Linked DNA regions of Cyprinus carpio: region 1 is linked to region 2. A link is a contact called in public Hi-C data. All regions are on one chromosome and are shown on one strand. Each heading gives the region's core, a stretch centred on a gene start, on an enhancer-like site or on the middle of the called end of the contact. The rest is flanking DNA. Distances are from core to core; before and after follow the strand shown. Region 1 holds the start of tcf7l2 (transcription factor 7-like 2). Region 2 overlaps tcf7l2 (transcription factor 7-like 2).

Evidence for each region. A called contact is a pair of places that touch in the nucleus more often than the background predicts.
Region 1: a Hi-C map of skeletal muscle shows a contact between it and region 2, with 1.9 times the contacts expected there. The contact joins the promoter of tcf7l2 here to the enhancer-like site in region 2. A contact is called at or near these places in 3 of 8 Hi-C or Micro-C datasets (liver and skeletal muscle).

Annotation. Positions count from the first base shown.
Region 1 is chrB12:17,167,136-17,170,209 of ASM1834038v1, forward strand. It overlaps tcf7l2 (transcription factor 7-like 2), which reads right to left and starts at 1,673. Exons shown (of 14, transcript XM_042735752.1): 1 at 1,145-1,673; 2 at 939-1,006; 3 at 660-784. The coding sequence starts at 1,332.
Region 2 is chrB12:17,116,734-17,119,749 of ASM1834038v1, forward strand. All of the region lies in intron 4 of tcf7l2 (transcription factor 7-like 2), which reads right to left. Among protein-coding and RNA genes, the nearest start is that of tcf7l2, 51 kb to the right of the region's middle. Within about 2 kb of position 1,503, at least 1 of the 8 cell types and tissues checked has an H3K27ac peak or open chromatin away from gene starts, as enhancers often do. A contact at or near this core is called in skeletal muscle, where this site is marked.

The DNA of each region.
Region 1 (3,074 bases), core at 423-2,922, 51 kb after region 2:
GCAGAAAAAAAGGAGACTGTAGCCTAACTATAGCAGCACTTTGATTTCATTTTTAAAATATTAAGGCTGCAATTAAACTTAACATTTTAATTTCTAAGGGTTAAATGCTTCAAAATAACAGAAACGCTTTATTTTTTCACGTGTAAAAAAATCATAACAACGATAATAACGACAGTAATAACAATACTATTATTATAAATTCAAACATTCTTGTACATTTCAGTTTTAGTAATTCCGGAACACCCGCTACTGTAAATTAAACGTCTAGTCAGAATAAAACGAGCTTATCCACTAGTTATTCAAGTAAGACGATTAAAATAAATAACTCTGTAAAAATACAGAATCTAAGGCAAAGGTAACCTGCCAAGTATGCAAATATAGCCGTGGAAAATGAGAAGAAAATATAACAACAGAGTTAAAAGTTGCAGTGGCCGTGTGTTTGTGAACGTCATGAAAGCGTATTGTGCGTTCCACTGTACTCGCCGCTCGCAGGCAGCGTTCGTTCAGAGCGACAGCGGATCCGCGGGAACGGCGTGCCACTGTACAGCGTGGAGTGAAGTGTGGCAGAAGTTCACGAGCCGACCAAAGCAATCCCTAAACATGGACGTGGTGCTTTAGCTACGTGCATGTGGCTGCAGAAACACGTTAAAAACACTTACTGTGCGCGCGGTGGGTGAGAGCGATCCGTTCGGGAGGTACGGGCTCGTGAGGTCGGGAATCATTATAAATGGATAGCCCGGGTACGGTGGGCTCTTGAACAGCCCTCCATCTTGCCTTTTCGCAGCTAACATGGCGGGGGGGAAAAGAGGAAAACTTTTAGTTTAAGTTACATTCCAAAAATAAAAAAAACTTTGTACGTATGTGCAGAAGCAAACGGAACCGAGGCACCGTGTTGTTGTCCTCTGCAAAAAGATGATTTAGAGAAAACAAGCACTCACCCTCCTCTAAACTTTCTCTTGTTTTGTCTCTGAAACTTTCAGATCTAGGCGGAGGCCGTCTTTCCGCCGAAATGCAACGAAACACAGGGAATGCATTGAATAATCACAGCGAGGAGATCGTTAGCTAGTTAGCAGCGTGTTTAAACAAGAAAAGTGCATGTAAAGTTGTGGACAAGTCGCGGATTCGCGGTTATTTGTCACTTACCTCGGAATCCGAAGAGCTGTTTTGATTCGTTTCCGACTCGTTTACGAGAGAAGACTTGACATCTGCTAAATCCCTTTCTGCTGAGGAGTTCTCCGAAATCTTTTCCTCCTGCTCGCCCTCGTCTTTGAAGGAAATCATTTCATCGTTCGCACCCAGATCGTCCCCTCCACCGCCGTTCAGCTGCGGCATTTTTCCCGAGGAGCGCTAATTTTGCGGGGGGCCAAAAACACCCAAAAGTTTTTAAACCCTTGATCTTGGTGTGATCCCCGAATCCCGAGTTTTAAGTTTAGGGACTCGCAGTGGCGTTTGGCTGGATGAGTGTTCAAAACTCAAAAAGAAGAGGGCAATCTTGGCAGAAACAGAAGCCGGAGACGGAGCTGAGGCGCTCGGATTGAGGGAGTTGAAGTTGGTCGGAGTGGTTTTCAGTTCAAAGGCGGCGCTGATTGACAGATAGAGAGGGATGGAAATAGAGAGAGTCTGGATTCGGGATTATTGACAGGGAGAAACACACAAGAAAAAAAAAAAACTAATGAGATTCAAACAGGGAGGGACTTGAAGTGACGTTTTCATAAATAGAGAGGGGCAGGAAAAAGTACTGGAGGGGGAAAAGGGCTTGAGCGAGAAACATAGAGAGAGAGGGAGAGGAAAAGAGCTTTTGGTGAAGAGCAGGACAGTTAAAGCGAGTCGCCCCTGTTTGCTTTTGTACAGGAATGAATGGGAAAATAGGCGGAAGACACTTGTGCGGTAGTCTGCATGTTTCTGAGAGGCGAAACGGCACACAGCTAGAATCACATCGGCTTCCTTATTTTCTGCAGTTGTTTTAGGAGGTGTCGGTGGGCTGAAATAACCCCCCTAGCTCCAAACACCGACTCAGATAACAATACACTCTGAATTGCTCTAAATCAATCCTATTTTTGAAAACATCACTTCAAAACGATTTTACTTAAAAAGGCTTGACTTGCAAGGCATTTATATCACAGTTGTTTATGTCCTTGTATTAGTGACTTAAAATGTGTTGGCATTACCCTACGAAGCCTATATAATCTTACATAGCCTACTGATTTTTTTTTTTTTTTTTTTTTATCATTATATCAACATCTTCGTCGTCAAAAAACGTAGGCTAACTTCCCACTGCAGCTTGTCACTTTGATTTTACATAAAAAACAATTTTTTTGTGTGTATTAAAATTCCTATAAGGTAATATATAAGATAGTTATGCATAAATATTTTCCTAAAGGAAATATAAACACTTACATGCATATATATTTTCCTATTTATAAATTAATATAAAATAAGTGATTAAATTATATGAATATACACACACACACACACACACACAATGCAATTAAAATATATACACACTTGTTAAAATGAATAAAGGTCTTGTATTATATGTGTGTGTGTGTGTGTGTGTGTGTGTGTGTGTGTGTGTGTGTGTGTGTGTGTATATATATATATATATATGTATATATATATATATATATATATATATATAAAATATGTTGGTTCCGAGACAGGCTAATTAAGGGTATGCATTGTGAATAAAGACAAGGGGGAGGGGGTTGCACATCTCTTCTCTACAAAAATGCAAGAACATTTTTTTTTTTATTTGTTTGTGTGCATTTGCTTTTGATTTGTTCATTCTGGATTTTTTTTTTTAAAGTGTATGTATACATACATATATGTACAAATCATAAAAGATTAAAAAAAAAAAACCTATGGGCAGTTTGCCAAAATTGTATGAGCTATGAATTATATTCCAAAGACATTCCTGTGTGTTTTGACTAGCACTGCCTAATATCATCTGCCTGCTGACTCATAGTATTTGGTTACTTATTTAATATTTAAATTAGCAATTTCCTTACATCCATTTTAACAGGCAAGGTCACACAGGTATCAGAAAGCTTCATTCATTTCCCTATACCTGAATT
Region 2 (3,016 bases), core at 253-2,752:
AACTGCACAAATTCAGTGGGGCAATGATGATGAGTCAACAGCTAAATATGACTAATTATTGAGTTACTGCCAAATGTTATTGATGCTATACACTATAGCACATTAATAGATGGTCATCCAAAAAAATAAAAAAAAAAAAAAAATAAAAATAATAATAATAATAATATATATATATATATATATATATATATATATATATATATATTTATTTATTAAATTTTTTTATATATTATTTTGTATTAAAATATGTAAGATTAATTTTAGAATGACAGATTTTTTTTTTTTTTTTATTTTTTTTTTGTCAAAAACAGCCTGCCAATGCTTGGAAATCAAGCCAACGAAAATCATTTAGGGCTTCTTCAACAAAAACTGACATTATTATTATTTTTATTGAATATAATTAAAAATGTATAATAATTATAATAACATTAATATTAAAAATAATAATCCTACCAAATCATGATAATCTTTCCCCTACAAAGCCTTAAAAATGTTAGCCTATAACACAACAACAATAATAATATAAAATAGTTATTATTATTATTATATAAAAAAATTAAATCACTATATAATATCATATCAAAATAAAAAACAATAAAGAACTAAAATAATTGTTTTAATTTCAAAATTAAACTAAACAAATTTAAACTTAATTTCAAAATTAATAATAATAATAATAATAATATGCTGAGGAATTATTATTTTTGGAAGGGGAATGGGCCATAACTTAAAAAATAAAAAATCTGCAACAAGACCCATCGCATTCTTGTTACGCCATCAGTATCATCTACTTATTATTAGACATGAGGTGACTCTGCCCGTCTATGAGTCCCCGTAATTAACAGTAGGGTGAAAGTGTTAAGGTTAGCCTCTCGCTGATACGGTTCAATCCTCCTGACAGAGTAATTACGGGGCTGCTCAATAGCCAACCATTTCACTAAAAACTAATTCAATCCATCTTCATTTCCTCAGCTCCGCCCCTCTGATTGATGGATAGTCATCATTAGTGTGTGACAAAACACTGAGTTGAGTGTGCAGAAGGAAATGTGATCATTCCTGAGCCACTGGAGGATGTGATCACACACACACACACACACACACACCGACACACACACAAACTGCACCTGCTTATATATTACAGCGAGAGTCTGGACTAGGAGGCGGAACAGAGGGAGAGTTATGGGTCACTGACCGTGGAGCAACCTGGGAGAGAACACACACACACAAACACAGACACAAATAGAGCTGTGTGCCCAGTCATAAATGTGCACAGTGCTTGTCTAACAGAGGACTCCTCACACACACGCGAGCACTCTCCTCCAAACCTTTTTATAGCTGCGTAGACCGTTTAAAACAAGAAGACACCCCCTCATACACACACACACACTCACACAAACTCTGAGCAGTCTCATATACATCGCTTTCAAACACAAACCACAAACCACAGATTAACGGAGACTTGTCTTCTTTACTATATTTTAAGTCTATGGCTATATTCTGACCCAGCCGGGTCATATGTCTTAATTATGTGTTCTGTTTTTTCCCTCCACAGGGAAGGCACAGGCCCCAGTGCTGCTGTACGAGGCCTTAAATGAGAGCCTTGCAAACTTCATGGTTTGTGTTTGCCGACAGCATTGGAGATTACACACGTCGCTCTGAGCTTCAAGAAAGTTATTTCTGTGCCGCCACTGTCCCCATATGAAATTGCAGTCAACATGTGACAGAGTTCCTGAACCAGTCAGCCATCGGCTGAACAAACAGGTAGTCCCATCCTCAAACTCACACCATTGGATGAGCCAGTGTAGGGATAGTTTACCAAAAAATGAAAGCCATTTACTCACCCTCATGCTATTTCAAACCTGTATGATATTCTCTCAAACACAAAAGAAGATATTTAAAAAAAAAAAATTGTCAATGCAATGAAAGTAAATGGAAAGTAAAATCCCAATGCCCACCATAGTCTCAACAGCCTATCTCAGACGACTCCTAATTATCTCCATCTCAGAGAAATTAATATGCATTTCGTACAGGCAGATGGAGTCTTTGTCCATGCGTAAATCTGGGAAATCTTGATAACAGACGGCGAACACTCAGCGGCGGTACGTTGTCGACGGGGTGCGATTGCCGTGCAGCACGGCCGATCGAACAGCTAAAGGAACATGGCACTCTCACAGTGATTATCACACTCTCCTCTGGCTCCCGGTTTCGGGGTCAGTGGTGCTACTGAAACACGGCTGGCCTTGCCATTTCAATGATTGAATTTGGTCTGGATCCCTCAATCGTTTGTGTGCAGTGACCCCCGAGAGCCCCCCACGAGAACAGCCCACCATACCTCACTCATGGCCCACAAGAGAGCATCTGTACGCAAACACACAAAAGCGCTCACAGATACAAACAAACACACAGCTGAGTTCATTTACAGACACATATACACTCAAGAACTAGAGACCTGTGATGGGAAGGTACAAACTAAATAGTGATACTACTAACTTCTAACGACATTTTAGAGTTTGTAACCAAAGCTTAGCGGTTTTCAAAATAGTGGAGCTTTTCCAGTAACAAGCTTCTTTTGGAAACAATTAGTGGTAGACCAAATACTAGGTAGGTCTGATTTAGGTAGGTCTGATTCATTTGAGATAATCGTTTTTTTCAAATGGTCGATCTAAAGAGGTCAATTACAAAAATTTACAAGTTAGGGTCCTGGTATACATACACACACACAATTACTTAATAATATAATATTATAAATACATAAAAAAAAAAAACACACAATATATATACATAAAAAGTATATATATATATATATATATATATATATATATATATATATATATATATATATATAGTGCTGTATATACATAATAGTGCTGTCAAACGATTAATCGCAATTAACTGCATCCAAAATTGTTTTTGCTTATGTTTATATATGTATGTGTACTGTGTATATTTATTATGTGTATATAAATATACACACATACAGTATATATTTTGAAAATATTTACATGTATATACATTT